2 separate regions of the Rattus norvegicus genome follow, and region 1 is linked to region 2. Evidence: chromatin contacts called from public Hi-C data. All regions are on one chromosome and are shown on one strand. Each heading gives the region's core, a stretch centred on a gene start, on an enhancer-like site or on the middle of the called end of the contact. The rest is flanking DNA. Distances are from core to core; before and after follow the strand shown. Region 1 has its middle 45 kb from the start of Slc25a26. Region 2 overlaps Magi1 (membrane associated guanylate kinase, WW and PDZ domain containing 1).

What was found. Hi-C and Micro-C count contacts between places; a contact is called where the count stands out from the background.
Region 1: a Hi-C map of the Rat2 cell line shows a contact between it and region 2, with 2.3 times the contacts expected there. The contact joins two enhancer-like sites.

The regions. Positions count from the first base shown.
Region 1 is chr4:128,546,733-128,550,762 of GRCr8, reverse strand. No RefSeq gene overlaps it. Among named protein-coding and RNA genes, the nearest start is that of Slc25a26, 45 kb to the left of the region's middle. Within about 2 kb of position 1,507, at least 1 of the 93 cell types and tissues checked has an H3K27ac peak or open chromatin away from gene starts, as enhancers often do.
Region 2 is chr4:128,215,974-128,220,280 of GRCr8, reverse strand. All of the region lies in intron 1 of Magi1 (membrane associated guanylate kinase, WW and PDZ domain containing 1), which reads left to right. Among named protein-coding and RNA genes, the nearest start is that of Magi1, 150 kb to the left of the region's middle. Within about 2 kb of position 1,635, at least 8 of the 93 cell types and tissues checked have an H3K27ac peak or open chromatin away from gene starts, as enhancers often do.

The sequences.
Region 1 (4,030 bases), core at 258-2,757, 330 kb before region 2:
TCCACTCATCTGTGCTGTATTAGTTCAGCCTTGTTCTTGTTTGAGAACAGCATCAACTGACTGGCTTCAACAACTGGCGTTTGTCACTCATTGTTCTGGAGACTAGCATCCTTGTTTCCTGATGACTCGAATGGTTGCCTGCTCCTTCTGACATGCCTTCTCCACCTCTGTGAACTCTGGATCTATAAACCAAAATACTCTTTCTTCCCCAAGATGCTCTTGGTGATAGTGTCCCAACACAATAATAAAAAAGTAGTTAATACAGTTAATTTGAGGGTCAGGTTCAGAGTCAGTGTGTGGGAGTAAAAAAGCAGAGGTCATGCGTGGGTCAGTGGATGGATGAAGTTCATGTCCAGAGTTAAGTTTAGGATCAGGGTCAAGGTGACAGTGACAGCCCGGATATGGCAAATGTTAAGGAAGAAGGAAAGGGTGAAGATATGAGTGAGAATAAGAAATCAAACCGAGATCAAAGGCTTTGTAAGATGCAAACTAATGGAGGGCAAGACTAGCCTATGATGTTGCACGTGATCAGAGTGACTATCAAGGATGAAGTGACGATTGATGTGTGAGATGGTCAGAGAAAGCATAACATGGGTAGCACAGGGTCAGGGTCAAGATGCAGGTAATAGTGAGCGCCAGAGTCACAGACACGGGGAATGAAATGGTGAAGCTTGCTAAGGGTCACAGTGAGTGTGTGGGTCAAGACAGGGTCAGTTTGTTGATTATCAGTACTGTCCGTTTGGGGAATATGGTAAGAGTAAAAATAAAAGTTAAAATTCATGATCAAATCTAGGGTTTTGATCCACATAAGAGTGATGTCAAGATCATGTTCAGGGACATCATGATGGTCATCTTTATGTCAGGCTAGAGTCGTTTAGGAAGAAGATCCAGGAAAGAGTGGTCAGAGCGTGGGTGAGGGGTAAGTGTGAGAGTGAGGTTTGCCAGCATCTTGGGGTAATCTGTTATGTGGAATAATTACAGATGCTATGTCTTATGGGAATATGATCTACATTCACAGGAAGCTAACAGCTGCTGCACAATCTTCCATATCACTCCTCCAATCCACTACTTTAGCTCTTGAAATAATCACCAAAGCACCACAGACTGTTATGAAGTCAGGAGGGCAGGGGAGATCTGGGTTTGTATTCCTTCAGCCTCCCCAGGGACATCCTTCAGGCCAATGCCATTGGTGGGTGGCAGCTTTCATGGACACATTTCATTTTCTATCTTTGGAACAAAGAATGACGTGGCAATTCTCTGGGTTCCCTCCTTGATATGATCTCACTGAGGGTGAAGGGAGAGCTGGGCCTGGCACATCTGGTTACAACATTAGATCTGAAACTCCTCTCTCTTCCAGTTGCGTGATCAGTAAACCAGGAGAGCTGGACTGGATAGGCTTCTCACACTCTATGGGGATGTATTAAAACCTTTTAGGCCTTGCTTCTATTATCCATAGGACAGTGTTTCTCAGTTATTAAAATTTCACACTTGGGGATCCTGAGATAGATCAGAGAACCCAAGTTCCTCCCACAGAACCCAACTTAAAGGGGGAAGGGGTATTGATCGAGTGAGTGAGTGAGGAGTGAGTGAGGAGTGAGTGAGTGAGTGAGTGAGTGAGTGAGTGGATTGTGTAAACAGGCATCTTTGCAATCCCAGCACTGGGGAGGTGGAAACAGGATCCCTGGAGCTTGTTGGCCAGCTAGCCTAGCCCACTTAGCAACTTCCAGGCCAGAGAGACCTTGTCTTAAACAAAAAAGGAAAGCCGCCTAAGAAAAGACACTCAAGGTTGTCCTTTGCTGGCCCCCAAATACATGTAAAATCCATGTCTCTAATCACCTCACCTCTAATAATTTAGTCTCCTTCCTGTCTGTCCCTTTGGGAATCACTGCAACTCTCATATAGCATCAGAGATCAGAGAGCATCTGCACTGCATTACTTTTTCCCAGTTTGTAGGAAGAGCCTAAGAGAGTGGTTTTGACATTTCGCCAAATATCAAAAACGGCAATCTGAAATCTGTTCCTTTAAGCAGTACCCTCCCCATCCACAGAAGACCCCACAAAGCATTCTCAGGCTGTCATTTTCAGGCCTTCCTCACTTCCCCTTAGGAAAACGTGCTCTCAAATCATCTGAAGATATTGATTATCTGCACCATCGCGGACTCTTCTTTCTTTGTGTCCTGGCTGCCTGTGCTTGGTGTCAGTTCACAGATAAGAAAGGCAGAGTGCTGTTAAGGATCTATTTATACTATGTCCTTGAAAGCTGAGGCCTGGCTTCCTTAAGAGAAAAGGCTGTCAGGTATGGAGATGAGACACAGAGTGGTCACCCCAGTGAGAACGTCAGTGCTGGATACAGAGGCACGGGATGCTGCTTTCCTAGGCAGGCTAATATGGAAGTCCGCAGAAAACAAAGGAAAAGAAACAGAGTTCTGGGAAGGAAAGAGAAGTTTTTGTGAAAACATGACAGAAACTCAGTATGTGTTGGGGGAGGGAGATGACAAAAAGAAAGGAGGGGAGGGGGAACCAGAGAGAATACCAATGTACCATAGACTTGGAGCCAGGGGATGTTTACATGAAGCTTGGCCCCATCTTTATTAGAAATTTGAGCTTGGCCTAACTGCTTGATATCTCAGAATTTTGATCCCCGCCCCCCCCCCCCCCCGCCTTGAGTGGGTATCATATATCCTTCTCCACTAATTTCATCAGATTGCTCTAAAAATCCAATTTAAGAATGGCCATGGAAACACTTGCCAAGCTGAAAATACTGTACACAAACAAGGCCCTCGGTGTCTGGGTGTCTGTCACAGCTAGCCATCTAGAGTTCTATCTGTGAGTCTGTACACATGCTCGACACAGAGGGAGCAGTCTGCCTCATGGCAAACCTGCTAGCAATCTGCCATTCCTCTTCTGCAGAAGAGGAGACATAAATAGAGTAATAATTTGCTGGAGGTCACTCAACTAGTTAGTGGACTTTGAACCAGGCCTGCCTAAATCCAGCAGCCAATTCTTTCCAGCGTTTCCTGAGTCTTAATGTATACGTAATGGTGTTCCAATATTTCTGTGTAGTAAGATCTGCCTTCCAGTGATAATCGGCACTGTGTTGGTGGGCCAGATCTGCCAACACCAATGCCAAAGACCGGAGGCTGAACATTTGAGAAGAAGGTGGCAGCGGGGTTGGTTTCTGAGGAGCACACACTTCCTGGCTCCTTGCGTCTCACATGCTTTCCCCCTCCCTGTACAAGCACATGCCTTAGGGCCTTTTTTTCCACTATCGGCATTAGTCTTGGATTACAGCTCCACCATTATGGCCACATTAATTGTCATTGCTTTCCTTAAGGTCCCCATCTCCAGAACTGGCCACACAGGGCCTAGCTCTTTGCACAAATCTGAAGGAGAACAGGGGTTCAGCCCACAGCAGGCATGTAATAGACAAATGTCCAAAAAAGATTTATTTTAAGAATCTTTGTTCCCTTTTTTCTCCCCAGAAAGGCATTTCTAAAATCTTATCAGGTTAGTAATAGCTTCTGCAGCAGAAAAAAAAAATTCAACTCTTGAGTCCTCCCTACATGACGGCTTTCCCATGATGCCAGGGACCACTGACATAATGGAAAGGCACCAGGCTTGTGCAAAGCCTTTCAAGGCTCCTTCTCCCTCCTTCCCGCTCAGGAGCACTCAGAAGTGAAGAGGGCCGTCTCCCTTCCCTTCTTGCCAGGCAGTCATTCCTACTTAGAGTTTTTGGTGCTGGCAGACCAAAAGTTTGAAAACCACTCGTGCCCTTTGCAGCTCTTCGTCCCTTCACCTGGACCATTAAGAACTATTTGTTATTCCTGGTTCCCCATGGGTGGAGTGGGGTGTTAGAGGCAACAAACAGGGGGAAATGACTCACAGCATGCAAAACCTCAACTCTTGTTTGAGAAGGCTGTGAGGCTGGCGAATTGTACACTGTTTTGTGTTCATGGCTGCCCCTTAGTAAGCCTCCCTCTCCATCTGTTCTGGAACCCAAAGAAAGAGTTTTATGTTGACTTTCTCCTTGG
Region 2 (4,307 bases), core at 386-2,885:
GATAGGCAAAGGCAAACCAATGACCGAGTCCAGTGAATGAGCCCCTTAGCAATTTCGTCTTCTCTCTCGTGTTGTCATACTGGTTCCTAATCCGTAACTCCTCTTTTAAGAATCAGAAAGTATTAGAGTGGAGGAGAAGGCCTAGTCCGCTAGAGAATCCCAGAGGAGATGGATGTCTCCACCATGGTGGGGAGCCCCTCCCAACAGAGTAAAATGTCTCAGTTGGGGTTTCATTGCTGTGAAGAGACACCATAACGAGGGCAGTTCTTATAAAGGACAACGTTTAATTGGGGCTGGCTTACACTTTCAGAAGTCCAGTCCGTTATTATCGGGGTGGGAGCATGGCAGCATCCAGGCAGACATGATGCCGGAGAAGGAGCCAAGAGTTCTACATCAGTCAGGAGAAGACTGGCAAAGCCCACCCCCACAGTGACACACTTCCTCCATTTCAACAAGGCCACACCTCCTAATAGTATTACTCTCTGTGGAGAGTATTCAAACATCTGAGTCTATGGGGGCCAAACCTATTCAGATCACTACAGTGAGAACAGTGCTTGGTTTTATGTTCTTGCCCTCCTGTCCCCCGGCCCAGGTACCTCCTTCTCCTCCCAATTTCCATCTTTTACATGCATTAATACATACATGCACAAGCATGTGGCCAAAGAGGGATGAATGCAGGCCTATGTTTACATGATAGTCATGTGAGGGTCCCAGGGCAACTTCTCGTGTTGGCCCTTGCCTTCCGCCTTGTGCAAAACACAGTCTGGTTCGTTCACTGCTGTGTAGGCTTGGCTTACTGTCCTAAGAGTTTCTGGGAATTTCCTGCAAGTGCTTTGCCCAGGAAGTCTTCTTAGCCCTGTTCCATTTGCTGATGCAGGATCTCTTTGTGCAGCCTCTGTTGTTGTGAAACTCAACGTGCAGCACGTGCTGGCCTCCGGCATAAGGTTCTCCTGCCTTATTTAGCCACCGAATGCCGGGATTGTAGACGTGGGCCATTCATGCCTGATACTGTGAGGGTTCAGACCACTAGCACTCTCCAAGGTGCCCTGCCCTCACCACCGAGTGCGGGCCACTGCGATTGTAGCATACCTTATAATAATACGTACAGTGTATGGGTCCCAATCTCTTCCTGTTAATCTGAAACCTTTGTGAGCAGAGTGTAAACATTTGGAGGGATGCATTTTGGTTCTGGTAATGGGAAAGCGTAATGTCTCAACTAAGAGCCACCAGATGTGCCAGAGAATGTGACTCAGCAGCGAATAATGTTGAAGTCGGCCCAGAACGGTGTGTGTGTGGAAGGAACGAGCGACTCCAAGCACTAACTGCAAACTTCTGCAGGCCTCAAGGTTTGTCGTGGGGCCCTGCCACAGCAGATGTACTTGATCCAAACTCTGGGCTTTGGCCTTCCCATCCCGAGACACAAGGTTGTCTCAGGGCTCAGCCAGAAGGCAAGTCAGCACTTTGCCTGTGGACGGCAGCAAAGCTCACCCTCTTGGCTGCTGCCCCAGTTTGATGTTTTGATTGCCTTTGTTCTTCTAAAAATTGAATTTAAAAAAGTACTTAAAGTACATAGAGTACTTTAATAAAAATACAGCTTGATATTTTAGCCACTGTCTTCTCTGTAACTACCACCAGGTGGAGCTATGGATCACTCTGTCTTCAGAGTCCCCCGGATTTAGCCCCGGCCTGACTTTAACTGTTATCACTGTACATGTGTCTTGCTTGCCCATAATTTTCAATAGGAACTAGCTATAATATGTGCTCTTTTATTTCAGGTTGACTTTTTTTTTTTATGCTTAGGGGACACCTCCGTTTTGAGTGTATCAGTAGTTCTTTTTATTGACTTTGTAATATTCCACCTTGTGATCATGTTGTATGTGCTTGTTTTTCTGTTCTTAGGTAGCTAGTTACTTTATAACTTGGAGGTGTTTTCATTAAAGATGCCCCATTCTTTCCTAGTATGTTTTTTTAAGAACACATTCCGTGTGTGTGTGTGTGTGTGTGTGTGTGTGTGTGTGTGTGTGTGTGTGTGTATGTGTAAGCTAGGTCCTCGAATAAGATATCTGTTTGACTTTAGAAGGTGCTGCCAAATGGGTTCTGATTTGTATGTGTTTCTCTCTATGTGTATATATTCTTGTGTATATGCATGTATGCAGGTCTACATGTGTGTGCACATGAATGTTGGGACCAGAGAAAAGCCTTGGGTATCGTTCTGAAGGAGCTACCCCTCTTGTCTTCTGAGAGCTCACAGAATCAACTGCCCTGTCTAGCCACAAGGCTCCAGGATCCTCCTGACTCTGAATCCCCAGTACATCACCAAACCAGTGTTTACTGGGGTTCTGGGGACCTGACTCAGGTCTTCATGCTTGCATTGCAAGTCTTTACTGACGCTCTGTCCCATCCCTGGTTCTAACTTTTGATCCTATCTAAGCTTGCATCTGTCCACTTGCTCAGTGCTCTTAGTACATGGCTTGTGGTCTCGTCTCTGGTGCGTGTAGACTGGGGAGAGGAAATGTAAAAAGAACTTTATGGAGATGGAATGGAGCAGGGAACTGGCTACTGTGTGTTTAAGGAAGAGAGGAATGGATGTGGAGAGGAGTTGGAGACCACATAGTTTGGGACCTGGGGCTTCTGTGTGAATTCAAACTCCAGCTTCTGTCCCATTCCTTAGCAGTTTCAACATAAGGAATGTGTTTCTACTGCAGGAATAATTCCACATGCATGCACAGTGCAGAATTTTTTATATTGCTCCAAGGAAAGAAGTGGAGTGTCAGGAAGTGTCCCCCAAATGCGCTGAGGCTCCTCAGGAACCCTTCTCTCCACCGATACAGGAAAGACAGACACAGAGCTCTTCTTTAGGATTTTCAGTCTGGCCAGGAGATGGGTAGCGAAATGCTTTATGCTTCATTCTCGGAGTCCAGCCTCACAGGTCGCTACTCTGTGGTTTTCTCCCTTGTGAAAACAGAATATCCACATTTACCCCAAGGGGTTGGCCCCTGGGTTCTGAGCGGCTTTCGTCTCCTGTGCCTGATGTTTAAATGTCCAGCATGACGCTGATTCACAGAAGCCTGCAGGTTTGGTGAGAGCCATTGGCTGCAAATAACAGTCAAGCTCTGGCAGGTGAGGTGAGACCTGCAATTGGAAAGCACAGGCTCCTTACTTCCTCTGCCCATCCCGGGGCCAGCGCCAGGGCCAACTTTGCAGAACAGCATATGGACCAGAAAAACTCCCGGGGAGTTTCCTCAGCAGGGTGGCTTGTAAGCAAATGACAGAGCAGGCAAGACTGGCTGTGGGTTCCTGATGGATCAGTGGTGAAAAGGGACTACCATCTGTTCCCGTCCTCTCTGACCTGACACACCTTAGCCTCCAACAAAGCACAAAGTGTGTGGTGGAAGCCTTGTGGCAGGGTGGAGAAGAAGGAACCCTGAGAGAGGGCTCTTAGAGAGCTGGGGAGGTGATATACACAGCCCCCATGGACCTGAGTGAGCTCTTGAGGGATTGTTTCAGGAAGGAGAGCATTGCTCACACACAGTGTGCCAGCCACCGTGTCAAGACCTGGTACACAAGGATCATGTCAGCTGAGGAGAACCTGGCCCACGGTGTGTCAGTCACTGTGCCAGGGTCCCATAAGCTAGGATTGTGTTGTAGGGATGGCACCTGGGTAAGTAAAGGCTGAGTAGTTTCTTTGGTTGGGTGATTTCCCTGAGTACTTTGGGTACATAACTCATTTAAATTTCAGAACAATCATGTAGCACATTTTTAGAATTTATTTATTTTTGAAGTATTTTCTTAACTCTGTTTAGATTGATTCTGATGAGCAGCAACTTATTTCTTCTAGTAACATTAACAAATCAGCATCGAATGTGCTACCTCCCTACCCCGAACACTTACTTACAGCCCACACATTCCTGACGGGGTCTTGCCAATTCCCTAGGTGAACTTCAAACTCACTCCCGTCTCGCTTACTTATCCGATCACCTTTACGTCACCAGATCTAGCAAGGCTTTGCGATTATCTGCAAATTTTCGGATGGGACCAGGTTAGGGAGTGTCATAGTAATTCCCCGGGGCGGATTTCAGCAACGGAAGGCATTCTTTTAATGGGGGTTTGCTTTAAAAAGACATCTCGTAAAAGAATTCTAGCCAACAATATATGTGTATTTATAAACAAATATACGTGTGGGTGCTTTGTAACATGGAGAAAAGAGACCAAGAAAGGCTAAATCTTAGGGCACAAGAAAGAACTGAATGTAGGGCCAGAGTTGGAAGAGGGTGTGAAACTACTTGTCTTTCTGGTCTGTCATGAGG